Linked DNA regions of Mus musculus: all the other regions are linked to region 2. The links are chromatin contacts, called in public Hi-C and HiChIP or PLAC-seq maps. All regions are on one chromosome and are shown on one strand. Each heading gives the region's core, a stretch centred on a gene start, on an enhancer-like site or on the middle of the called end of the contact. The rest is flanking DNA. Distances are from core to core; before and after follow the strand shown. Region 1 overlaps Magi1 (membrane associated guanylate kinase, WW and PDZ domain containing 1). Region 2 overlaps Magi1 (membrane associated guanylate kinase, WW and PDZ domain containing 1). Region 3 has its middle 110 kb from the start of Gm31661. Region 4 overlaps Magi1 (membrane associated guanylate kinase, WW and PDZ domain containing 1).

What was found. Hi-C and Micro-C count contacts between places; a contact is called where the count stands out from the background. HiChIP or PLAC-seq counts read pairs in DNA pulled down with a chosen protein or histone mark.
Region 1: a Hi-C map of liver shows a contact between it and region 2, with 1.8 times the contacts expected there. The contact joins two enhancer-like sites. A contact is called at or near these places in 1 of 484 Hi-C or Micro-C datasets (liver), 2 of 115 datasets of contacts at active chromatin or transcription factors (embryonic stem cells and microglia) and 1 of 9 other capture datasets (embryonic stem cells).
Region 3: a Hi-C map of liver shows a contact between it and region 2, with 7 times the contacts expected there. The contact joins two enhancer-like sites. A contact is called at or near these places in 2 of 484 Hi-C or Micro-C datasets (cortical neurons and liver) and 2 of 115 datasets of contacts at active chromatin or transcription factors (pancreatic cancer cells and stem cell-derived neural progenitor cells).
Region 4: a contact with region 2 is called in an HNF4G HiChIP or PLAC-seq map of pancreatic cancer cells. The contact joins two enhancer-like sites. A contact is called at or near these places in 3 of 484 Hi-C or Micro-C datasets (Sertoli cells, liver and nephron progenitors) and 2 of 115 datasets of contacts at active chromatin or transcription factors (embryonic stem cells and pancreatic cancer cells).

What each region holds. Positions count from the first base shown.
Region 1 is chr6:94,066,417-94,073,586 of GRCm38.p6, forward strand. All of the region lies in intron 1 of Magi1 (membrane associated guanylate kinase, WW and PDZ domain containing 1), which reads right to left. Among named protein-coding and RNA genes, the nearest start is that of Gm52867, 160 kb to the right of the region's middle. Within about 2 kb of position 3,160, at least 23 of the 459 cell types and tissues checked have an H3K27ac peak or open chromatin away from gene starts, as enhancers often do. A contact at or near this core is called in liver, where this site is marked.
Region 2 is chr6:94,254,161-94,261,368 of GRCm38.p6, forward strand. All of the region lies in intron 1 of Magi1 (membrane associated guanylate kinase, WW and PDZ domain containing 1), which reads right to left. Among named protein-coding and RNA genes, the nearest start is that of 4930511A08Rik, 20 kb to the left of the region's middle. Within about 2 kb of position 3,766, at least 23 of the 459 cell types and tissues checked have an H3K27ac peak or open chromatin away from gene starts, as enhancers often do. A contact at or near this core is called in liver and pancreatic cancer cells, where this site is marked.
Region 3 is chr6:94,388,778-94,395,189 of GRCm38.p6, forward strand. No RefSeq gene overlaps it. Among named protein-coding and RNA genes, the nearest start is that of Gm31661, 110 kb to the left of the region's middle. Within about 2 kb of position 1,919, at least 50 of the 459 cell types and tissues checked have an H3K27ac peak or open chromatin away from gene starts, as enhancers often do. A contact at or near this core is called in liver and pancreatic cancer cells, where this site is marked.
Region 4 is chr6:94,099,415-94,105,824 of GRCm38.p6, forward strand. The region is part of intron 1 of Magi1 (membrane associated guanylate kinase, WW and PDZ domain containing 1); the gene reads right to left. Among named protein-coding and RNA genes, the nearest start is that of Gm52867, 130 kb to the right of the region's middle. Within about 2 kb of position 2,022, at least 23 of the 459 cell types and tissues checked have an H3K27ac peak or open chromatin away from gene starts, as enhancers often do. A contact at or near this core is called in pancreatic cancer cells, where this site is marked.

The DNA of each region.
Region 1 (7,170 bases), core at 1,910-4,409, 190 kb before region 2:
CACACACCATTAATCCTAGTAGAGGCAGAAAGATTTCTGTGAGTTCAAGGCCAGCCTGGTCTACTTAGTGAGTTCCAGAACACCAAGAACTACATAGTGAGACCCTGTCGAAGAGAGAGGGAGAGAGAGAGAGAGAGAGAGAGAGAGAGAGAGAGAGAGAGAGAAGAGGAGAAGGAGGAGGAGGAGGAGGAGGAGGAGGAGGAGGAGGAGAAAAAGAAGAAGAAGAAGAAGAAGAAGAAGAAGAAGAAGAAGAAGAAGAAGAAGAAGAAGAAGAAGAAGACGACGACGACAAACAAATATAAAAGAAAAATCTGTATTGCAGTTACTACGATAATACAGTAAGAGAAAATTCAGCAGGTTAAAATAAAGAAAATCCTGGTGGCAACGAGGTAACAGCATCCTCTCTGAGTTTCTATTCTGCCTCTTTGTTCTTCCAGGGGTGCCTGGATTCTGTAGGTGTCATATAGAACCACAGGGAACACAATCATTGTGCACCCATGTCTGCTTGGCCACATGACCTCTCTGATCATACCATATCTTCCTCTCCATATTACTGGTCATCACCTACTTATACAAGCAACCTTCCTGCTTGTCCCCAAAGTGTGATCCCAAATCCTATATTTTTGCACACCCTAAAAACACATAATCTTTTTCTGAATTTGTCTTCACCCCTTTTTTTAATTGTGAGAGGTCAGAGAACAATTTGATCTTTACCATGTCAGTTCCAGGAACAGACCTCAGGACATCAGGCTTGGTTGCAAGCACTTTGATATGCCGAGACATCTCCCCAGCATTCAAGTTTTTTAAATAAATACTTTGTTAAGACTATTTTTCAAAATTGCCATGATCGTAAGTTGGAGAATATTTTTGTAGAAAATATCCATTTTCTACAAGCAAGCAATGGGTGGGCAAGCTGAAAGCCATCCACCTATTCTTCCCACCAAGGAAAAAGCTCTTCTACAGTGGTGCTCTTCTGAGGTTGGTTCAGTGGTAGATTACTTGGCTAACATGCAGGAAGACCTGGGTGAGATTCACTACCGCTCCAAAGGCAAAAGACAACAGAGGAAACTCTGGTAAATTGAAATTCAACAACAACTAAAAAAACAAAAAACAAACAAACAAAAAGCCCCCACCCACTGTTTTGGACTGAGCTCCTGCGTGAGGCCCCCAAAGGCAGGCCAAATCAAATTTTAAGTCACTCGTTTCAAAGTCTGCTGTTGACAAGTTAAAATTTAAGTTGTTCATCTCATGAAAAGTCAAATGAGAAAGATGATAGCTAAGTCCTAGGCCAGGCAGTTTTAGCAGGCTCAATGCTTTGTCCTTGTCTATCACAAGCAGAGACTGTAATTAGCCTAATATTACCCGCCCATTCTCTCCATTTCTCCATTTCCCCCACTCCTCTTCAAGCTACCTTATAAATCCTGACTGTTCAGCCATGCCCACACTGCCTTTTATAAATTCTGAGATGAAGTTATTTGCCAACCTGTGAATCACTAATAAAAGCCAATCGGATCTCTGACCTACATCAACAGGCAAGTTGCCTAACCGTTCTTTAAACAAATTGCTGAGAAAATCGTTTCAAGACGTGGTCCCAACACATCAAATTCAAGAACTAATAATCACAGGTCACGTTCATCAGTCAGGTCAGTAATAACCTCCCACTGCCTCACTCTATTACAGAGGGAGGGAGGGAGGGAGGGAGGGAGGGAGGGAGGGAGGGAGGGAGGGGGGAGGGCACTGAAATCAAACAGCAGAAAGTTAGAATGCTGTCTGAAAACTAATCACTCCTGCAGGACTCACATAATAACAGCCAGCTGTGGGGTAGAATGACTTTATTCACATCGATGAAATAAATGGCCAAGATGAAATACAGAACTGGAGGCCCATGCTTTCCCATGAAGGCAGCACACACGGGAGCCCTGGGTTGAACCTGCCTTGAGTTTAATTTTTAATATCTCTGCTTTAGAAAATACTACAGTGGCAGTACTTTAAAGAAATCATTATCTTTTGGAAAATGTGAGAAGTATTTTTTAAAAGGATAAAAAGTGCTTTACACACCGAATAATATTTCCCTTTTAAAGTCCGGGGACAAAGCCCGTTTTCCTGTGTCACCTCACTATAAGCCCACTGGGATTCTGACAAACCTCTTCTTATCTAAACTTAGTGCTAAGAACTCCTTGGAACCTAAAGCCAGCAAACAGCTTCTCACAAACTTTAATAGATGAATTTCAGGATTAAAGGCAACAGGCTTTAACAAAGACGCGGTGCTAGAAAGGGAAAAAAAAAAACAAACTTTTTTTTTCCCTCAAAACTTGCGCTCAGTATTTGCTTTATCATTTAAGAAAGGAAGCAGGAAAATGTTCTTCAAAGCTGGGCCTCTTTTTTTTTCCATGATGGCAAAGGAAATACGAGCAGACAGGGACAAATGATTACTTACGCATATAGTCACAATATACTCGTGAATACAGGGACTTGGCTGCTTGTCTTCTGATCAGGTTTGGGTTGTGATAGGGTCTCATATAGCTGAGACTGGACTCAGAATCACATGGAGCAAAGGACCACTGAACTTCTGATCCTCCTGCCTCCACTCTCCAAGTTCTTGGGGGACACAATGTACCTAGTTTTCCTTTAACCTTTTTTTAAAAAAAAAAATAAAAATAAAAATGGACTCACATAAGCCAGGCACTTGCTAGTCAGAGTGCAACAGCATAGGTAGGGTTGAAAATATACTGACCTGAAAGTATCGGCTGAATCTGAAGCATATCTGAGGGGACTGGTAGACAGCTGGAAATGACAAACCATGGGCACCTTTAGAAGCCTAACTCCCCACAAAGCCATAATGTGTCTTCCCCCCTACCCCGACACACACAGCACGCATAGAAATAAGTAAGTGTGATGAAAAATGTAAAGCATAAATCCTGTGTGTCCCTGATTGAAGAAACAGCAAAGTCTTTCCGGACATAGGAAGAAATGTCTGTTCCATGTTAAACGTGTGGCTGTTGTTTCAATGCTTTTATTAAAAAGGAATCAGACCACACCCACAAATGACAGTGATGCATGTTCTGTTTGAAAATATCCAGGGCAGAACCAGATAAGCAACAGTCTAGTATCTTCGATCAGCAGAACTTTCACAGCGTTGGCAGGTGCGAGGAGTGAGGCTGGAGATCAAAGGGCACTCACAGCTCTGGTTTCCCAGGATAGGCTGGAGGGCTTGAGCTTCACCCTGCTATAGCACTCCACACACACACACACACACACACACACACACACACAAACAGAGCATAGACACTGCAGAGGAGAAGACTCCTCCTGCCAGAAGTACCTGTATACACTCTGTACATTTCTTAAAATGTACCCTAGGGGAGGGCTCAACAACAAGTGCATATCACCTCAGCCACTTTGGAGGCTGGAAGAAGAAGGCCGCTTGAGTCTAGGGATCTGGAGCTAACTTGTGTAACAGCAACACCCTGTTCTTAAGAATAACAGGAGCGTAACCCCATGAACTTCACAACTTGCAGATTTATTGCCATCGAGTGGGTCCCTGACGTGGCCATTGTTCCTATATCTATTAAGGCTACAGGGAAAGTGAGGTAGAAGAAAATATACCCACGGGAAAAGTATTTTAATCTTGTAGTACATGGGTCCTCAAGCCCTACATGGACAAAGGACAGGACCACCGTGGCCATTAAATGTTCTCTAAGAACTCTGTGCATTCCAACCCAAAGAAGACTGCCTTCTGTATTAAAACTGGGTTTCACCACCCTCCTACTATAATCAGGCAAGCTCAGTTAGACACTGCAGAATACTAACACTCACTGACTGCTGCCCTTTTAGCTGCCACTGCAAGTCAGTGGTAAAGGCAGCCCCCATCCCGTCCTCCCTACTGGGGAAGCAGGTAGAGGTGAGACCACCAGGAACTCACAGACATTACTGGCTATATAGTTGGAGGCCAATTTGGGCTACGTGAGAATCTGTCCCTGCCCACCCCCGAAAAGAAGTCTAATGTAAAATAACCTTTGTGTATTTCATTTCATTCCTCAGTGATCCAATTATTTCACACTTCTTTATTTGAAGGCATGAGGGCCTATAATAAGTTTGAAATTAAGATCTGTTATATGACTCTACACTATGTAAGATCTTAATTCAATGCTGCTAATATTATTTTTTAAAATGTGACATACTTAGTAACATACTGAGCCCACTTCTGTTACTGTAAAGATCAATGTTCCCTGGTCAAAACAGTGACTTCATGGTTCTGAATGTGTGAGGCAATAGGATAAATAGTTTCTGTCTCTTCTAACTGAATTCAGGTACAACTGTCCGGCACAGCTCCTTGCTTCTGTCACAGGGTCAGACACAGGACATGAGTAGCCACTCAATGCAGACGTAAGCAAAGATCCCAAGGGAGGACCCAAGTTCACTGCAGACCCTGGCAATGATGCTAGACAGAGAAGAAGCACCCACACCCTGGAACACAGGATCTAGGAAGAAAGCCAGCAGCTGCCATGACAACAGCTTCCCAAGACCCAAGCTAGTATGTAGGAAGCCAGCAGAGGAAAGGAAAAAGAGAGAGAAAAAGGACAAAATCTTCCAGGCAGGAAGCTAATAGACTACAGACAAGCAGGAAGATGCACGGTGAGACTCTGTAGGGCACAAGACACTTTCCCAGGCACCTGATGAAGTAATGACCCAGTTCCCTAAGACTAAACAGTCTAGGAGTGCTTCTCAACCTTCCTAACACTGCAACCCTTCAATACAGTTCCTCATGTGTGGTGACCCCAACATAAAGCTGTTTACTTTGCTACTCCGTTAACTGTAATCTCGCTGCTGTTCTGAATCACAATATAAATATCTGATCTGCAGGACATCTTAAGTGCAACCCCCAAAGAGATGACAATCCCCAAGTTAGCCTGCAACCAAAAGCACTTCACAGAATGAGAGCTTAAGGGAATCAACAGAGGGATGTGAGCACTCTCAGAAGACCAGCAAGGTCATGAGGAGCGAGGGAGGCCTGAGGTCTATCAGAGCTGAGCGAAGGTTCTGACCCCAGAACCAGCCTCTAAGTTTCCAAAAGCAATCTGCTTTGGTGTTTTGTTTTGTTTTGTTTTGTTTTCAGGAGCTGGGTTCCTCATCAGTTAATTGAGGAAACTACTTGACAGGCAATTCTACTTTAAGAATAAATGAATTAATATGATATATATATATATACATACATATATATATACATATATATAAAATATTCAAAAAGTACTGACTGCAGAATAGTTTACCTTAAATGTCAGCAAGGATCGTTTACCCCCCATAAAACACCAAACTTTTTTTTAAAGGAAAAAACCCCACATTCTCACAGACCATGAATTACTATGATGAAGAACGGCATGTCAAAACAAATGCAGACATCTTCAAAGAACGAATGACCAAAAGGAGTAGAGTCACTGACAGATCAACTCAGCATGTCCTAGCACCAGATCTGTCTTCACATGGTGACAGTTTAAAGATAGTCATTGGCTTGCACAGCTCCACTGGCTACAGAGCCCATTGGAATTTGTTACAATTGCCTTTGAAACTGCTTCACAAGACTGTCTTCTTGAGAACAAAATGAACACGGAAGAAAAATACAACAGCGTTGTAATTTGCTTTCTGCAGGTCTATGACTGCCTTGTCTTGGATACTTATGCCTTAATTATACTTAAGTCATTAATTTTAACGACTTCTTTATAATTAGATTCAAAGATTAGAATTGTTATATCTCATTGTACTTCCTTTTTAATATGAATTATTTGTAGCTTGCTAAATGAGCTACAAATTAGAATAATTTCTTCCAAAGAGCAAATATGAAAAAGAATCCACAGGATGATAGAAAATTCCAGAAGATAAATAGCTCTGGGGTAGAAATTATTCACTACAGATTCCTGTAATGCTAACCAACCCAATAATTAAGGGGAACATGGGCATTTGTTTTCATAGCCTGAGTCTCTAGCTAATAAAAAAATTAATAAAGTGGTAATCCAGTTTTGCTCCAATATGGGATAAAATATTTCAGCATTAAGAAATTCTACATCTAAACTATAAATCTGACTAAATCACAGTTCCACTTTTACCAGCACTGTTAAGTGGTATAAGTGGGCAGTCACCACCTTTAACACCACTCACACAGGCCAGCCAGAAGTTTGCCACAGTGCACTGTTGCTGCTTTAAGATGCCTGTAGTTGTATCCCACCCTGCCCTCATTTCCTTTTCTGTTGCTGTGATAAACACTATATATGGCCAAAAGAAGCTTGAAGAGGGGAAAGAAAAAAAAAAAAAAGGTTTATTTAGCTTACATTTCCAGATAGCAGCCCATCATTGAGGGGAAGTCAGGACAGGAACTCAAGCAGAAACTGAAGTAGAACCCACAGAGGCACACTGATTACTGGTGTGGTGTCTGGGTCAAACTCAGCCTGCTTGTCTACATAGGTATGGTGCCACCCACAGTAGGCTGGACCCTCCTACATCAATCATCAATTAAGAAAATTCCTTTCAGCAGAGCCACAAACCATTTCTTCAATAGAGAGTGGTTCCTCTTCTCCAAGTGACTCCAGGTTGTACAATAGAAACCAGAACAACTACTTGGCATGGTGGTACACACGTCTAATTCTCATGAGGCAGAAGCAGGCAGATTTGTGTGAGTCTAAGGCTTCCTTGATCTACAAAGTGAGTTTCCGGACAGCCAGGGTTATGAAGAAAAATCCTGTCTCCAATACCAAACCAAAACAACAATACAAAACAAAACCAACAACTAAAAGTACAACCCCTGAAAATCCTGTTATGCAATAACTCGGGTAATTTTTAAAGACTATTTTTGTGCTTTATTGAATATACTATTACAGAAAAGGTCTTATTTTGAATATGTGTTTATTTGTTTGTTTCAAGACAGGATCTCAGTATGTATTCCAGGCTAGCCTCAAACACAGAAGTCACCCTGCTCTGAATCTATTTCCCAGGAGCTGAGATTAAAGCTGTGCGCGGCCACATCCAGCTTTAGACTGAATATTCTTGTTCTAAGCGTAAGTTTTAGTCTTTGGACTTGAAGGTGCTCAGGACCTCCATGCGCCATGTGGTCTACAAAGTCAAAGTGTAAAGAGCGGTTGTTCACGCGGTTTATGGGTACACAGAGCAACCCACTGCTGA
Region 2 (7,208 bases), core at 2,516-5,015:
GGCCTCACTGTGCCGTAGTGGTTAGCATGTCAGGCCTCACTGTGCCGTAGTGGTTAGCATGTCAGGGTTCATCCAGGACACTGGGGTAGAACTGTGCAGAGGCTGCATGCAAATGAGGAAGGATACTGCAGACAGGAAGAAACACCGTGTACACGGTGTAGACAGACCATTCCACTTCACTTGCTATACTTTCAGGGGGAGGGGATACAGGATGAGGATGGGGCAGAACACCTACATAGCTGTTCTCTAGATCTTACAGGGATTCCAACCCATGCGCCCTACTCTGAGCACAGTGCCACACAGCTGTGAGGGCATCTGGACCTTCTCAAATAAGTCTGCATCCCCAGGGACTTCACGCAGTCAAGCTGGAGACTTCCAGGTTGGGCCACACAGCATCAGGGAAACCAGGGACTTCAAGTCTTCATCTCTTCCCTCTATAAGTCCCCAAAGTGAGGACCCCCACTATGTGGGCCCTGAACCTGGTGAGTGCTACAGATACAGTGAAAGAAAACTAGCAACATCTTTAACCTTACCACAGCTTGGTGCCGAGCAATGAGGGGAATGGCCCATAAATGCTTAGCAACAGCTGTGCTGGGGAGCATGCAAGACTTCCTTTAAAAAAAAAAATAGTGGTCACTGAGATAGACCTATAGAACGGCCAGGGTTAACCAGGAATGTGGAGGAACGGCATGCCATAAGAGAGGAAAGGTGACTGCAATGGCCTGTGGCAGCATCATTAGAACAGTGTGGCATGACACTAGGGAGAGAAGCAGACACCAGACCTTAGAGGCTTTTACATATCCAGAAAGATGCTATCAACTCTGCTAAGTCCCTGCTGGCTTTAAGCAGGATACACCAAGTGAAGAGAAGAAGAAAACAAAAAGGTGAAGGGTTTTACTTGAAGAAGATGCAGACCCACAGACAATCCATAAAACAATTTCTCTTGTCTTCCCTTAGACCTAGGTCTACAACGTGGGTATGCGTGTCTCTGGTTTCAACCCTACAAGGCAAACCGTGTCTCTTTTCCTTTCAAAGAAATCAGCAAGAAGTAGCCTGGTGCTAAACCAAAACACCAACACTACAAAGCTGGTGAGTCCACCTTGTGACTGCTACAGGATGTTAGAGGATACGTGACGATCATTAAGACTCATAAAAATAAGGAGTACCCCAAATCCAAGCACTGTGCTTACATCATAGGGCACAATCATGCAACTATCACAAGGGGACTGAAAGGATTAACCCCTAAGAGTGACATTTAACACACAATAGGTGGCCCTTAAAGATCAACTAACTTTATACAGCATTGGTTCTCAGCCTGCCCTCGAGAGCACATTAACTCTTTAAGCCAGAAAAGGGAGAAGGGGGCAAAAATAAATTTATTATAAAAAAAAAAACTTATTTTTGGTGTGGATACAAAGAGCATGAAATTGCTTTTTATCCCTACTCTTACTCCACAATGGACCAGAAGATGAGGCGTCTTGAGTCTAGGCTGAAAGGAATCCCAGGGCTTATAACCATACACAGTGATCTGGGCGGTTCACAAAGGGCTCCCCTTGCCTAGCACCCTGTGAGCTCAGAAAGCCTGAGACTCCTGGTCAGCATGAGTCTCTGATGCCTAACAAAAGCCTGCAGCACACAGGAAAAGGTGGAATGAAAGAAGCTGAGACCCTCTGACCAGGGTGATCAGAACGGCTGAAAAGAAAATCACCACTTCCTGGGTGATCGACCCCTGGCAGCTTTCTAATGAACACAGGCTTTCTCTGGCCTGGCTAGACTCCAATGTCATTAGTAAAGCAGTTACCTAAAAATCGCCAGGGTCTCATTTTTTGTAAAATGTAACTTCCTTTGCAGGATTTCCAGTTTGTGGGATGTGGAGGAAGTTGTAGAAACCTTGCTTTATTTCATTTTCAACTTTCTTTGCATACCACACACCACCAACTTGGGTATACACAGTGATAACATGCAGGAGGTAATCTTATAGATGGCTGATCCTACCCAGTGCTCCTGCTATCCTTAAAAAAGCACCAGGGCTTCAAAACTTTCTCCTTCATGAAAATCAAGTACAACCCATGACATTTTAGTGGCTAGCGGTCTGCTGAATCCCTGGGGAACTGGAGTGGCATCAATGTGGACAGGGATCCCTAGCTGAGAATCGGAAGAGAGGGCTGATCCTCCTCCTCTTCCAGCAGGAGAGTCATTCAGAGCAAATGCTGATGCTGGTGGAGAGAGCCCATTTAGGCAACGGCCGTTATGTCCCCATGAGGCAAACGGAAAATAAAAGATAGCATCCAAAATATTCTTCTCTAGGCAACTAATACCACAACAGCTACATAGCAAGGACTATATTTGTGCAAGCTAAATTAATTGTCATTTCTCCAGGACTAGTTAAAATATAAACCTGAGGAGGAAAAAAAATTCTAAATTAGTTGTTATAAGGAGAAGACTCAATGCCCTATCTTCTTGGCTCCAGCTCTAACCCTCCCTGCAGCCGCCAAACTGTCCCAGTCAGATCTGGTTTTCTTTTGTTTTAACTGGATGGTAAACAAAGCCTGTTTCTGAAAGTTATACTTTTTACGTTCAAAAGAATGACAGGCAATAAAGACTTTTGTCTTGGACAAGCAACCAAGTGGTATCTTAGAACTTGGGATGGGGAGGAGGGAGAAAGCACACTACGTTCCACTCCACAGCATGCTTTCTGCAGCAAACATTCACTCTTGAATGTTCTTACAGATATGAAAAGAAACAGTACTGGAAGTTTCTAGTCCCCACCATACCTTGAAACATAAAAGAAAGCTAAGTGCTAATGAACCAGTCAGCTTATTGGAGAAAAGCAGAGGTGGGGGCAAAGGAGAAAAGAAAGTGCAGACTTTTCTATGTCCAGACGTGTGCACACACTGGAGCCCTCCACAGTTTCCCAAGATGAATCATTAAATTAACCAACCATACGGCCTGCATTGCATGTACAGCCTTTAAAGACGAAGGCATGCCTGCATCGAGCCCCAAGCCACCAAAGTGCTTCTAGGCAGCAGTGTGGTTGTTGAGCACAAGGTCTCACAAATGTTAAGCAGACACGCCACAACTAAGTTATACGCCCTGTGGACCATAAGCAGCATTTTTAAAAAGCTGAATGGAACCATATGGAATGACTAACATGAATCTTCCTGGTTGAAGCGCTTCCCAAAATGATCCGGAAAGAGAGAAAAAGAGGACTGGCAAGATCCAAAGATGTTTTGACCTTCTCAACATTCTGGGCAGGGCCATTACTCATTAACTAGTAAGATTTACAGCTACTGTGTTCCAGGTCCTCAGGTTTTAAACAAACACAATCCTGGAAAAGAAAGAGAGAGAGAGAGAGAGAGAAGGGAGGGAAGGAGGGAGGGAGGGAGGGAGGGAGGGAGGGAGGGAGGGAGGGAGGGAGGGAGGGAGCGAGGGGGGAGATTGATTGATTTGACCTGGGAAAGTTGACACACTACTAAGCATAGGCAACCCTTCCTTCGATAGCCCATTGCATCCTTGACTTACCCAGATCCAATGATAGTCCTCGAATTTGGTGCAGTGTAGGCATTCTCTACCAAGGACTGCTCTACCCTCCAGGGGACTTTCGTAAAGACTTTTTTTTTTTTTTTTTTTTTTTTTTTTTGTGAGAAAGGGGTAGGAGTTACTGGCATCTGGTGGATAAAGGCCAGGGATGTGGCTACAGTGCCAGCCACAGGTCCCAACAAGAAATCCGCCAGGTCAATATGTCAATAAGGCTGAGGCTAACAAGCTCTCTCTGAACGGAGTTACTATTCAAACCCCAAATCAAAGCCAGGCAGGGTGGTGCATGCCTATACCACAGTACTCAACAAATAGGAGTTCAAGGTCACCGGCCACAAGGCTAAACCCAGGCTACATCAGACTGGGTTGCAAACAAAAGCAAAGAATACATTACAGATGAAAAGAGTCTGGTTGGCAGCCCAAGCATCTTGGTCAGGTACTTAAGTGTTCTGAGCCTCAGTTTCCACACACACACATATAAAAGAAGACACTAAAGCACAATCTCATTTAAGACTGTGAAACGCCACAGATGTGAAGTCACTTACAGATGTGAAGACACCGACCACAGAGTCTAGCACATCGAAAGTGCCCTATGACTTTCTTTTTTTTTTTTTTTTTTTTTGAATTGCAGCTATTTCCTTCCCAGGCTTATTTCCTCTGGGGTTTTACTGGGAAGCAAAGAAAAGAGGACTCTAGCCAACTCTGCAACACACTCTAGCTCCACGGTTTGCAGGGAGCTCATTTAATAATTCAGACTCCTATTGGGTCTAAATTGATGTTTGAGGAACCTAAGGATGAGAAGATGACAATTTCACAGTATTTCAAAGACTCTGTTGTTTTTCTCAGGGAGAATTTCAATCCAACAGCAAAGGCGTTAAATGAGAGAAGGAAACATAATAACCCCCACTAGGTTTCTGCAAAATTGGGTGAGTGGCAAAGTCTGCTGACTTAGATGACAACGGAAATCTTCAATAATTCTATGGATAACTTATTCAAGTAGAACAAAGTAGATGTTCAACTCGCAGGAGGGAAAAAAGGTAATTTCTCTATCAGAGATGACCACATAATGGTGGCTCAGCAACGAGTCACTCTCTAATACAGTAGAGCCATAATTCTCAAGTCGCCTTATTAAAAAAAAAAATGCATGCTTGCTATAAACTATTCTGAGCGGGTCACAGGGGTAACAGCCTCTTCCCATTACTCTTGCCTTTTCTAATCCTCAGAAAAAGGTAGAATAAGCTGCCCAAACGAGACACCAAAACTTAAAGATCACACTATAAATAATTATATCATCGGGTATAATCCAGCTATTCTCAAACAATCTAACTGGCACATATGTCACCCAACCCAGAGGCAGCCATGGGTAAGTGATCCATATTGTTCTAGATACCCACCCAAGTGGGTTATCAATTGGTTCCAAGAATGGACTCACCCAACAGTACCTCTTCCATTTACTGCATCATGTTTACATATCAGGACACAGATTCAACTCACTGTTCTAACTGGCTGTGGAATATGGTACAAGAAGGAGGCACTGTAAGCTTTCAACTATTATAATGCATGCGCGAGCCAATCCTTTACAAGCAATGCCATAGAGTTCACAGCCCTTCACATATCTTACTGTTTGAGTGTTTCCAGAGAAAGGGTTTCTAGTGGTAAGAATTTTAGGCCAAAATGTTACGGTTTTTAATGGGTTCTTCCCACATACTCTCAAAAAAAGAGGCTGTATTTATCAAATCATTTCAAGACTCAAGTTAATGAGCACTCCTGACACACTGCCAGGCTGGGAAAGGAAGCCTGCTATCCCCTTCCCTCACTAGGCCCTCAGCTCAGACACTTGGGGCACACAGCACACTGGGAATTTTCTTGCCTTCAGGCCACTACTCTGGCTGTCCCCTCTGTTCAGACTAACAGCCCACCCCAACTCTGTAACAGCTTACAAATCAAATATGACCTCCTCAGGAAGCACACCCAACCTCAACCGTGAACACTAATGTCCCCATCGACACTCACCTGTCTCCAGTCAAGTCTGAATTGTGGGCACTCAGTCATGGCTACACGCATCCCACTGACACCAGTGACTTGGACCACAAGACTCTCTAAATTCAAGACCTCAGGATTCAATATGAACCCATAGGAATGCAAAGTAGTATAAAAGTTTCTAATGAAGATTAATTGAGCCGGGCGTGGTGGCGCACGCCTTTAATCCCAGCACTCAGGAGGCAGAGGCAGGCGGATTTCTGAGTTCGAGGCCAGCCTGGTCTACAGAGTAAGTTCCAGGACAGCCAGGGCTATGCAGAGAAATCCCGTCTCAAAAACAAAAAAACAAAAAAGCAAAACAACAACAACAACAAAAAAGATTAATTGAGCAATCACAAAGAATATTTAACATACAAGAGTCAATCAAGTCATTTCAGACTGACTCCTGAAGGGCAAGTCCCCTGTGAAAGCAACACATTAACTCACACACAGAAATCAGGACATGTTTGTTTGCTGTTCCAACAGACCTCTGGGTAAAAGGACAGTAAGAGAAATATTTATTGGGTGCTTTTAGTGTACTCAGTATTCTGTGACTATTCCTCAGACATTACAGTAGTTCATGCTCACAAGCAATTCTATAAAGCACATAACTTATATGCTGTTTGTTTGGAGTTGGGGATTTAGCTCAGTGGTAGAGCGCCTGCCTAGCAAGCGCAAGGCCCTGGGTTCGGTCCTCAGCTCTGGGGAAAAAATATATGTACATATTTTGTTTTTTTTTTAAATGGAGTCTTCAAAAGGAAAAAAAAAAAAAAAAACCCAAGGCCAGAGTAGATAAGAACTCTGGATGCTTACAGGTATCCCACACATTGTAAATATCACATCACCCTGAGAAGAGCAGTCCAGTGCTCACTCGCGCACTAACAAGTCACAGAATCTACAGATGGCTTCTGTACCAGTGGGGCCTGGATCCTCACACAGGAAAACACTGCTTAAAGCGTCCACTACGCAGACATGCCTGGGTCCCACAACCCCTACCACACTTCTCCAATGATAAAAAGAACAGATGTTTAAAACAATAGAAAAGCTGAGAGGGTCACCAGCTCAGTGGTAGATCACCTTACCCTGCCCAAGGCCCTACGTTCTGCCAGCATCGCAAAATACAATACAATACAATACAACACAACACAACACAACACAACACATAATGAGCACTGGAGCCAAGGAACTGTCCTCCAGGCGAGGCTCTGCCCCAGGCTCTCGTAGTTGGGTCCTGGACCCAGCCGTCCCCTGTAGGCTTCAGATCCAGGTGCAGTCACACACTTTCGTGTCCTATGCTCACTAACCCGAAAACAGGAAACACATTGGACATTGCTACCATGTTTGGGAACAATCCAAAAGTGAGCTTTGCAACAACTACCATGTCAGAAACTGAGCCCACAGGACTGTGTCTAGCATTAAAGAACCAGTGGAACAATGTGCTCTGTCCTTGGGACACCTGGCAAGGCTATAATCTAACATGGTAACTTTATTTTTCTCCATATGAAGAGACTGGGCCATGGGTATTTGAGTTTGGATCTCTTCGAAGAAGTATGAAAGAGCCAGTACAAACACTTCCCCCACACAAGCCATGCTAGACACTTAAAAGACCTCTGTTCAAAGGTATGTGTGCATCTTCATTTGGAAGAGATGTA
Region 3 (6,412 bases), core at 669-3,168, 130 kb after region 2:
AACACTCCTCTAGAGAGAGGGTGTGTTATCAAGCCAGCAACCACTATGGGCAACTGGTCTAATTTCTCTGACAAAATCAGATCCAGCGCCAACCATGCACATAACGGGATAATAGTGTTCGCTTGCCCAAATGGCAGGGGCTTGGGGAACTTCTATGTCAAATGTTGCCAGTTCCTGGTCTGTGTTTGTTCTCAGTCCTGCTAGTGGCTATGTATGGCTAGTGACAGAGCAGGCTCCCGTGCTCAGAATGAACCCTGAGGCAAGGAGGGTACTGATGTTGCTTTCATGTTGGGCTGAGATTAAAATAATAAAGTGTAATACATAGATGTGCACAGGACCTGGGAAATGTCTGCCGCAGGCCAGGAACAGGCTGCTCCCTCTGCCCAGACACTCTCCCTTTCCTATTTCTTCTAGTAATAGTTCCCCATGGCTCCTAACATAGGAACTTATCTCCTGTATGTTGTCTTTCTTCCTCCACTAGAGACTCCACAAAGCGGTTGCTCTTTAGTCTGGTAGATTGCAACAATGCATGCAGTATAGAATGAATGAATACATAAATTAAAGATGATTTAAAAAAATAGCTATTTCACTCCTATGTATGAGTTGTAATCCCTATGGATGAAGACTATAACTATTGGTTCCTTCAAGTTTGATATTCCTGTTATTTTATGTTAGGTCTTGATTGTGAATGGCTTTGGATGTATGCCCCTCCCTTTAAAAAACCCCACCCTGAATATCTCTGTTGTGTACATCTTCATGTGTGTGCTGGTGCACATGCATGTTTGTATACATGTCCACGTGGGCACACATGCATGAAGCTCCAGGACAGTCTTGCTTACTCTTCAGGCACCGTCAACCTATTTTTATTTCTTTGTCTTTTTTTGAGACAGCATCTCTCACTTGCCTAGAATTTGCTAAGTAGGAGAGCCTAGCTGGCCAGAGAGCCTCAAGAACCAGTCTCTGCTGGGACTATAAGTGTGGGCCCCCACAACTGCCTCTTCCCCCACCCCCCACGTGAGTTTTGGGGATTCAACTCAAGAACTCACGCTTGTGCAGTAAAAGTGCTCTAATCACGGAGCTGCTTGCCCAGTACTGAATATCTTATCGTGTGCCAGGCTCTGTTCAAAGTGCAAGGGACGCTGGGATATGTCAACAAGGAACGACTTTGGCAGGAGGCACCAGAAGCACCAGTGGCAATGGCATTAACCAAGTGCCGGCTTCAGTTTTCTCGAGTAATTAGAAGTCTAGACACAAACAATCCCCTGCTCATATGGTGGCCCTGAGGGGCTATCAAGGACCATGTCTGCTTCTCCTTCATGTTGTCCCAAGTTCGTTGCCCCAACACTAACAGCTTCTGTGTTCCAGGCAGGTGAGAGAAAAGGCAAAAGGGAAATTTTGTGTTCCAGAGAACCCTTTACCTCGGTGTACTTTCCTGGAAAGCTACACCCAACAATTCTCTGTCACCTTGTGGGTTTTCCTGACAAAAGGAGCCACAAGAAAGGCACTATTAATTTCTGTCTTGTTCTGTTTGGTTTGATGGGTTCCTTACTTGCACACAAAAGTTTTTTTTTGGGGGGGTGGGGGATATAGTTGCTGGTCCTTGCTTGAGGACCAGTGACATTGATCATGAAATGAGTAAGAAGCATGGTATACGTAGGTTGCCCCTGTAGTGTAGACACAGCTGAGAAGGCAGCAAACACTTCCCCCTCTACACACCTACTTTCCAAATACTCCCAACAGCTATGAGTGGTATGCAGAGTGATCAGGGTGGGGAGGAGTTAAAAGGTTATCCAGGTTCCCTGTTTTATGTGGAGTTAGGGAGAGTTGACCTTGGAGCTGGCTTCTTCTGATTAGAGAGGCAGCCTTGCCAAGGTCAGGCACACCTTTACTGATCTACTCTTGGTTATAATTTAATCTGGGAAAAGAGAGCAGCAGAGCCACGCCCACCTACTTCTACAAACCAGAAGATAGCTAACACTCTCTGCATGCCTTATGAAGCCCTCCTCCTCCTCCCTCCCTCCTCCCCTCCCACCCTCTCTTCTTCCTTTTCTCCCTCTCTTCCTCCCTCACAAACAAAGCAGGAGTTGAAGTTGCTCTTTGATAGCGATGTGAAATGAGCATTGGGGGATATGCTAAATAGTTAGTATTCTCTTTCAGAGTGGTATGTGTGTGTGTGTGTGTGTGTGTGTGTGTGTGAGTGTGTGTTCATATTGGTGAAGCATGGAAAGCAAAGCACCAGGCCCCACACAAACTTTTTTATATAAGCAAGGGGCCCTTCAAACAAAACAAAAACAGAAGAATTATTAGTGCTTTTCTTAGTTCCTTGGTTGCCAAGGTGGGTGAGAATGTTCTTTTCTGCCCCAGGGAAATCAGGCAGCTATGGACATTTAAATGTTCTTATTACATTTATTTATTCATGCACATACTCCTGTGAGTTGTGGAGGTCAGAGGACAGCTTTCAGGAACTTGTTCTCTTCGACCCACATGTTAGACTAATTCAAGGTGCCAAGCTTGGCAGAGGACTCCTTTACCCACTGAACCGTCTCAGCAACCCGGATGTAGACAATTTGTAATAGAGGAACGGTTTGGGGGAAGTTCTGTTAATGAGTAGAGGAGTCTGTGACTGTAGAGGTATAAAAGGGAGTGCTAGCTGTTGACTCAGGACGGTGGCTTCCAGGGCCTATCTGTGATACTGATATATTCTGAGTCAAAAGGAAGAAATAGCATTGAGTTCCAAATGATTCTGGTTTTTAAAAATGACTCAGGAAATCTGAAATGTGAGGCTGGAGTGTGATCCGTCTGGAAAGTGTATAGCGCTGGGCTCTATCCCCAGCACAGCCCCAATCCAAAACTAAACAAACACCTCCAGAAGACACTGCATCTAAGTACTAAATAGTAAAAATGTAAAATTTTTTTGCTTTCTTATTTTGCATTTCTCTACAACGTTTGGATTATCATCATAATGAACTTGTAAGTCAAAGTTTAAAAGAGTACAGTCTGGAGATACAGTGTGGTGGTAGAACACTTGCCTGTCATGTGCAAGGCTTAAGTTCCAACTGAGTCTCTCTCTCTCTCTGTCTCTCTCTCTCTCTCTGTCTCTCTCCCTCTTCCCCTCTCTCCCTCCCCCCTCCCCCTCTCCCCTCCTCCCTCCCCCTCCCCCTCTCCCTCTCCCTCTCCCTCTGGCATGAGCGAAAGGCTCAAGATAAAAATAAGAAGGAATATTGCATGGGGCTGAGAACTGACCATTCCCCACACCCGTGGACACAATCAGAGCTCCAGCAACCTCATAATAATCTAAGAAGAGGATGCATGCTCTCCAGAAGCTCTGCATTTATCTATTTATTTAGAGAGCTTTATTTATGAGTACAGTTTTAAATAAATATGAAGTCAAAGGGTCAACATGGCAGGCAGGTTCACAATGAAAAGATGCCAGGTAACCAGACGTGGTGGGATATTCCTATAATCCCAGCACTTGGGAGGCAGGAGGTGGGAGGACCACAGGGCCGCAAGCCACCATGAACTACAGAGGGAAGTCTTGTCTAAAAGTATAATTTGAAAAGGGCTAGGGCTATAGTTTAACAATGAACACTTGCCTAGCACAGACCCAGCAGTTGTGAGGTCCTGGCTTCCATCCCCAGTACCGCATTCAACAAAAAGACAGGGAAGAAGCAAGGCCACGAGATGAATGTGGACAGACATGCTCAATGGAGAGTTGTGCTCATCAATCAGCCAACTGATTGTATGTGGGGCTTTTAGAACCTGGCTATCCTTGTTCTGTAAGATGGTCATGCAAATACATATTGCATACAGATGATAAGGGGCCGTGTAAAATATTACATACCACAGGAATTTAATTAGAATCAACGTATTGGGGTCTCCCCCTTTTTCTTTTGTTTTCTTAACTTTTCAGACTTATTTATTTTATTTTACGTGTATGAACATTTTGGCTGAATGTATGTCTGCACCTCATGAGTGTACTTAGTACTAGTGGAGAGAGTGTTAGGTTCCCTGGAACTGGAGTTACGAAGGTGTTATGACCACCAAGTAGGTAGTGGGATTTAAACCCAGGGCCTTCTGAAGGAACAGCCAGTACTCTTAACCACGGAGCCATCTCTCTAGCCACTCTGTTTTATTTTTAAAGACAGAGTCTCACTATATAGTCTGGGATGGCCTCAACCTTGCTATCCTCCTGCCTCAGACTCTCAAGTACTGAAAGTATAGATGAGGGGCTCTATGGATAGAAATTTTGTATTGTGATGTTCACATCCTTGCCACTCACCCACCCCTGGAAAGAAAGAAGAGCTCAAACATTAAACGTCACCATTTGCTTTGAGGCGTAGCTTTTGCTCTTTGAAAGTCCATTTCTGTGGATTTCCTTCCAGTTAGACCACAGAGCAGAGCAACTGGGCCTGGTCTCTTTATCTCTTGCCATTTAAACACAGATATCCTGTTGAGATAGATAACCTCTCACACTCTATTACATGGCCAGGGACAACTATTACTGTCCCTGTTCTGCCGCGTTCCCTCTGCTCCCAGGGTGCCATTAATTACCGAACAAGGAAGTGGATGCCTTTGTGAATAGAAGGAAACGTCCTCGGAATGGAATTCCTTTGCTGTGTTTGCTAAGTCTACTCAAGGAACTGGGGTGGATAAAATGGCAAAGAGAACATTATTAAGTTGATTTGTCACAGAGAAAGGCTCCTATACCAAGGCTAAGATCCAAACTATCTGGGGATGGTGGCAAAACGTTAAAGGGCTTCCCTGAAAATCCAAAACTGACCCCTAAAAGCCAGAAGTTGAAGACAGAATAGATAAGATGGAAAGTGACTGTTGACAAGGAATAGTTACTCTCTGACAATATCAGCAGTGGCAATGGTTCTGCAGGGATTGTCTGCTGGGGAGGTACTCTCAAGATGTCTTGATGAGACAGAGTTACTTCAGGTACTATTTTTAACCATGAAAAGTGACACCTAAGCACCTGAAAAAAATGTACTCACTGATAAGTGGATATTAACCTAGAAACTTAGAATACCCAAGATATAAGATACAATTTGCTAAACACATGAAACTCAAGAAGAACGACGACCAAAGTGTGAACACTTTGCCCCTTCTTAGAATTGGGAACAAAACACCCATGGAAGGAATTACAGAGACACAGTTTGGAGCTGAGACGAAAGGATGGACCATCTAGAGACTGCCATATCCGGGAATCCATCCCATAATCAGCCTCTGAACGCTGACACCATTGCATACACTAGCAAGATTTTGCTGAAAGGACCCAGATGTAGCTGTCTCTTGTCAGAGTATGCTGGGGCCTAGCAAACACAGAAGTGGATGCTCACAGTCAGCTATTGGATGGATCACAGGGCCCCCAATGGAGGAGCTAGAGAAAGTACCCAAGGAGCTAAAGGGGTCTGCAACCCTGTAGGTGGAACAACAATATGAACTAACCAGTACCCCCTGGAGCTCGTGTCTCTAGCTGCATATGTATCAGAAGATGGCCTAGTTGGCCATCAGTGGAAAGAGAGGCCCATTGGTCTTGCAAACTTTATCTGCCTCAGTACAGGGGAATGCCAGGACCAAGAAGTGGGAGTGGGTGGGTGGGGGAGCGGGTGGGGGACTTTTGGGGTAGCATTGGAAATGTAAATGAAATAAATACCTAATAAAAAAAATTAACCTGAAAAAAAAAAGTGACACCTAGTGTCACCTAGACACACTGAAGGACTTAAATGGATGAATTAAAAATCATTCAAAAATCATTGTGGGTGTCAGTTTGAGTACAGCCTTGGGAAGCTTTCCCATAGATTTCTGTGTTGAGCATGATGCTGGGGTGAAGATATTGTCAGTTGTCGCTGTGGGGGGGGGGGGAGAGAGAGAGAGAGAGAGCGAGCGAGCACCTGGCTTTTTATAATTCAAACCTTACTGAAAAGTCTTTAACAGAGTCTGTATTGGCATATATCCCTTGTTCATAGTGATGGGTTGCACAGGAACTTTCAGATATATATCATGTATTGTGATTGTCTCCACCCCTCCGCCCTTATCCTTCCCTCCCTCCCCGCCACAGATATATTTTAATTTCATTTTTATATAATGAACTTCTCTTTTTAATTAACTTACACACTGCACATTAATTTCAGATATGCTTTTATCGTTGTTCCTGATTGATTTTAAAATTTGACTCTAACCTTTCTGGAACTCAGCTTTAATAAAACATAAATTCACCCCGTAGTGTACTGGGTGATAGATTCCTGCGATGTTAGAATTAGAAGAGCCTTAAAGAGCACGGCTCCTCTCAGTCCTGTGTGTTACTAATTACTACAGAATTGTTAACAGCAGTGATATTTTAATATGAATAAATGTTAATTAGAGAGGTTATTTTCCAGTTAGTCTATTTTGCATTATAAATCTGCTT
Region 4 (6,410 bases), core at 772-3,271, 160 kb before region 2:
TATCAGGAGACAGGGTCTTTCACAACACTGGAATCTCATGATTTTGGCTAGGCTGGCGGCTTGCTAGGTTTTCCCTCTACCCTGCAATGTTGAGATTACAGGCACACGCAGCCTTGCCTAGCAGTCTGGGTCCTCATGCTTGCACAGCAAAAGTTCTAACCAACTGTCATCTCCATAGCCCAAGATCATTCCTAATATGCTCTTCATAATTCACGCATCGATTACGGGGCATGGCCACCATCAATATTATATGATTAATACAAAAGAGGTGAAATTAAATTAAATGTGTGGTATAGGCCAAGTGGTGTCTTAATGGGCCCAAAATTATTATACTTCATCTTCAGATAGCTATCATCAACTCCAATGTTTTAAACACATATTAAATGGATCAATGAATAAGTCAATGACAACACATTTAGCCACTATATTTAATAGTATAGCTAATGGGATAATAGCTAAATTATAAGGAATAGGAATATATAAAATACTTAATATATGCAAGGAACAGATGGTTTAGACATAAGTTATAACTTAGAAAAATTAGCAGTACTTCTCACTTTTATTTCAGCAAGAATTCTTATGTAAATAGCATTCCTGCATGCCAGGTTATTACACATCCCTTAATGGGAGCTACAATAATATATGTCACTTGACTAATTTCACACATGTGCACACTTTCCTAAAGCCTACCATAAAATATGCTTTTTAGAAAAAGATGAACTGAATTTGGCAAGTCAGATTTTGGCATGTTCTATGTCAAAATTTAATTACATTTATGGATGTTGAGCAGTATATTACACTTATCTAATTATACATGGGGATTTTTTCCTATAGCTTAAATGACTTCTTATATTCTGAATGGACTTTACAAAAAAAATGGATCATCAGTCTTTAGCTATTACAAATATCATACAGCTGCCTGTCCCAAATATACAACCCTTATTGATAGTTTTACCTTCTATGGTTTCACATAACCATGAACAACCGCAGGGCAAATTGTTGATTAGTAAGTTTGTCAATGAATATTCTGGGTAAGGTGGTAAAGGCTCCTGCCATTTCTATCCATCACACAAATATGAAAATCACCCCTTGCCCAGTGTATCCGGGCTGTACACACTACCTGTGCATGACTCACTCCGTAGCTAAGTCATCAGACTGCCTGTCTCTTGTACTCTCTGAGTAAGTACTGAGTAAGCGCCTAAGACAGCATGGCAATGCTGCGTTGGTCATCCCAACCTAGCTCAACACAGAGGCACTGGTTCACTGAGCATCATGACACGGAAAAGCCTAAACATGACTCCGTACAGGCCACATCCATACCCCTCTCATGTAGTACCTCATTATAATCACTTCAGGTTATTACTGTCAAAATAGTATATATAGGTAGAAAGCAGAAACACCCATGTCTGATGGCTATTCTTGGCAGGGTGGGGGTGGGGGGTCAACATGACAACAGCTGGAATTAACAAAAACCCAAGTAGCTGGGACTTTCCTTAATTAAATCATTTGAAATTGGAAGACCCTCTTTCAATCTTTGGAGGTGGGAAGGACCACCTTAAATTTGGGCCACGTCTTCTGGTGGCAGCCTATAGAAAGGGCAAGCAAGAAGGAAGCACTTGTTCTTTGCCTGCTTGCCCTAGCTATTACATAAGCAAGTTTATTCTTTCACCGACATTAGAGTCTACTTCTCTGGGAGTCCGGCATGTACTGAAGACCAGCTGAGACACCCAGCTTCATGGACTGAATAACTACCACATACTTGGGGTTTGCATTGGTAGACACCCATCGTTGGACTAGCTGGAACAGAGCCTGTAAGACACTCTAATAAATTCCATATACAAACCCCATATACATATTAATTCTATCAGTTCTGTTCCTCTAGAGGACCCTGACTAATGCACCATGGTTTCAGATATCCACAAGGAATCTTGAGTTTTATCTTCCACAGAGAAGGAATGACTGGTGTAAGACTCAAGCCTTGGCAGGGCACCAATCTAAAAGAAAAACAAAAGCTTAGTCTGCTAAATTAAACTCTGGCGGCGAACATCACATTCTTACTGTGGTCTTGGTGAACATGTGTGAAGCCCTGGGCTCAATCCTCGACGCCCCTGTCTCCTGTCCCTTCCCCACCCACCCCTTCTGCAAACAAAGAGAAACAGGACTGGGCTACAGCTCAGAGGGAAAGCACGAGCCTCACCAGCACACATTGTTCAAAGTGGACCTAGCTGCTAGGGCAGGAAGCTTGCTAGACATTTTGGATTTGCCTCATGATTCTAGAGAGGGAGACTCATCTCTAGCACCACAAAAATAAACAGAAACACACAAACAAACAAATCATGTTTCTGGCTTATCCAAATGACAAGTTCACTTAAAAAAATAAAAGTCAGGTCACCCACTGAATCCTGTAAAGAAAGAGGAAAGGTGAACTAGGACCATGGAAATTGGTGGGAAGTGCTCGGACACTGGGTGCTTAGCAGATACGCCCTTTGGGGCATTCATATTCTGCTCAGTGACACCAGACTAAAGAGTGCTGCTCTGGCCCTGGGAAGGACTATTTTTATGACAATAAGGTTGGCTTGCTAATGACATAACAGATGTAAGAGAACAAGACACAACGGTCTAGTGAAAAAGAAAAGCAAATCATAAAATAAATTTGGACTATGATAATAGCTTGAGACAGTCGGTTCTAATGCAGGAGAACACAGCAGTGCCTAATTACTACCTTCTACTTATGCAGAGAGAGGCAAGACACAGAACATTCCAACTTCGGTTGAAAAATAACTAAATCAAATTAGGACGGTCTCTCCACTTTGGTTTTCCTTGATTTGGCACTTTCTAGAATTTTAGTTATGGGAATTGAACTCAGAAACTCACACATTATAAATATGCATTATACCGCTAAACAGTACACCCTCGGGTCTCCATTTCCATTTTAAAAGTAGAATAAAAAAGACACTCAAATCTTTTTAAACACATAATCATCTTTATTACTCCTGTATCTTTCAAAAACTGTGCTAGGCCACAAAACATTAGTTAATAAAAGGGCATATTCCTTTTCTACGGAGTCTTCACAGTACTCTTCTACAGCTAGTTCACATGTCCATCTCAGTTCCACATTACATTCAATTAGTATTCAGCAAGGCTCGATTTGCCAAGCACTGTATTAGGTGCACTGTATTAGGCTTTAATAGTAAGCATAAGTTCCCTAAGTGATGGAACATCTGGATTTAGGACAATCTAAGACATAGCAACTGTAATAAGAAGAGACTTATTACAGAGTGCAGCCATAACACGCAGAAAGGGCAACCAGCTTGGATGAGGGAGGAAGCAACAGCTTTCAGACATAGTAAATCGAGGGTAAAGAGGAGACCTATCCTGGACCAAGAAATGCCATGCATCAAGAGCCTAGCAGGGGCTGAACCCTGCGTGTGGAAGGATCCCTATGTTTAGCTAGCTCAAGGGTTACAGAAAGTCGGTCCGATGAGCCCAGAGAAGCATCGGGCGTCATCACTGAAGAGCTCCTACATCCTATCAAGGAGTTTCAGCTTTTACCAGGAGAAATCTCTGAGGCTCTAGACTTGAGTTTTGAAGGACAGTTGGAGCGCTTTGTAGAGCAGAGATGGCACAGAATGAAGAACGTTCCTGAGAAGCCGTGCAGGTAGCTTCTCCTGCAGCACTGAGCACATAACAGCCATAGTTATAAGAATGCAGGAAGAGGAGCAAAACTCTTCCCAAAGCAACCCTTCTTCTTCACCAGTGGATACTCAGAGTCTACACTATGCACCAGCACTGCCTGGGTACTAGGGATGTCTCAGGAAGTATGCATTCTGGGTGACAGGCCATCCTTGGCAGGCTCCCTCCCAAGAGTCACCACAGAGACACAGCAGACTGGCTCTACAAGTTCAGAGGCCCAATCTAAATCTTATCTTTTAACAGAAGCTGAGGCCTGGAGTGAATAACTTCAGCTTTCTTTATCTCACTGGTAAAAGGGGAAACATTTTAAAATCTACTTTCTAGAATTTTAGTTATGCTCACATATAAACTTTTTTAATATAATGTGAACACATAGCAATCAATGATGTTACTGATCATTACATCAATTCTCTCTAGGTAAATTTAAAAACTAAAAATGTTAATTAAAAGAGGATTAAAAGTTATATGTACCAACTGTCTGTGGAAATCTGAATGTTCACATAATTTTGGGAACCCTTTCTCTGCCTTTTCCTTAAGCTCTTGTGGGATCTTAGAGAAGAGCTGAATATGCGAGCCAGAGCCACAGATGGGCAAATAGCAGGACTTGTTTGCATAGCACATCTGGCTTCCTTCCCAACTCCTCAGGGCCAACAGCCCCTTCATGAGTACTAAAACAAAGCACTGCAATTGTGCCCCTGGTCCATAGGGTAAATCAGCACATGTGGCTGTGTGGATGGAGAAAAGAGGGGGCCCGATGCGTGAAGAGGCAAGGTTAATTCCAAACTGCAGGCATTTCAAATTGCATGCATGGTGAAGGGACCATAAGGAACTATACACACAAGTGAAACAGGCTGTAGAAAGAGTTCTTAGTTCCATTATCTTTAAAAATAGATTCAGGGCTGGGCATATGTAGCTTAACTGGTAAAATGTCTGCCTAATATAAGTACAACCCTGGTTTCTCTTCCTAGTATCACATAAGCAAAATCTGGGCCGGAAGTCCCAGAGGTGGAGTCAGAGAGAGCGTAAGGTCATCCTCGGCTACAAGGCAAATCCAAGGTCAGACTGAATACACTACAGGAGACCTTATCTACAGTAACTAAATCTAGTCTTTGTTCTCACGTGACTTAATTCTACCCATCATTAATAGACTGGGAATTAAACAGTAGTCAGAGGGGCTAGGGATAAGGCACAGTAGGTAGGAACACTTGCTCATGCATGAGGTCCCGAGTTCAGATCTCCAGCACCCACAGAGAAAGCTAGCTATATCCATGTGTACCTAAAATCCCAGCACTGAGGCAGGTAAGAGACAGGAGACACGGACAGACAGGCAGGCAGGCAGACACACAGACAAACACACACACACACACACACACACACACACACACACAGAGAGAGAGAGAGAGAGAGAGAGAGAGAGAGAAAGAAAGAGAAACCCATATATGCAAATACACCAGACATAATGGCTATCCAACTCAGCTAAAGGTGGCTGCTTAAATAACCAGCTTTCCCTTCCAATGAAACATTCAGACCTTGTGTTCTACATGGTGGGAGAGTCAATGGTTCTAGCAGTTATCTTCCGGCCCTTCTCTTATGTATTAATCATTTAAGCACTTAAGAAGTTACAGGAAATATCTACTCACTGAAAAATACAATGTTTCTGTTCTAGTCTTATTATTTTTCTCTGTTTTTTTTTTTGAGACAATATCCACAAGAATATTGAAGCATATGGTAAGATTAAAATAATACTAAACATTTAAAGATGCTCCCTGAAAAGGGGGTGACATGTACTGCCTGCCATCACTCACTGAACACACAAGCACAGCTCAGGGTAAGGTACCCATGAAGTAGGGAAAAGATTTACCTTCAAAAGCACAGAACAGAAAGGGATTAATGACTTCAAAACCACTGGTTCCAGGTGTTTTAAAAGTTTAACTTTGAAAATCTACATCAGAGTTGCTTTCAGGAAAAAAAACTAAACTGTAAAATACCAACAGCTTATCAACTCAATATTTTGCCCAATGGTGCAGCTCTTTATTTCTGCTAGCAGAGAAGGTCTCTTCATCTTTACAATCTGCCTAGCACTAAAATGATGCTTCCTTTAAAGGACTGCCCTTAAAAAATAATACAAAATCATAAAGTTGCTGAAAACATTAGGAGCATTTTTGCCTTTGAGTCGTAGATAACACGTTGTACATTGTTGATCACAACTTCACGTGCATTATAAAGAGGCCAAACAACCCCGAGCACATCCAGAGATACAACTCTGACAGCACCTTTATTTTGGAGCTATAAGATCATACCAAGCTGCTGACCTTCAGAAATTAGACATGTGGCATCTCGGCCACTAAGCCTGTGGTGTTGCAGCAAAGTAAAACACAGGCACAGGCATACAAAATCATTGTGAATGTCTGTTTAGGCCAAAAAGTCAACAAGAAAGACCTACACGCTGCTCTGTTCTATTAGTGCTCCCTCAAAATTGCTACAGTCAAACCTGAAGCTGCTGTGACAGTCTTAAGAAACATGGCCTTTAAGAAAGAACTTCCAAAAGCTTCACTCTCACTGACAGGGTATAGACCTTATAAAAGGCAGAGCAACATCTCTTTCTCTCTGTGAGCAGCAGTAAGAAGGTGTGGTCTATGAGACACGTGTCCTTGGCAAGCACAGAATCTAATGTCCCTAGCCTCCAGACTCCTGAGCAATAGCACTCTTGCTAGGCA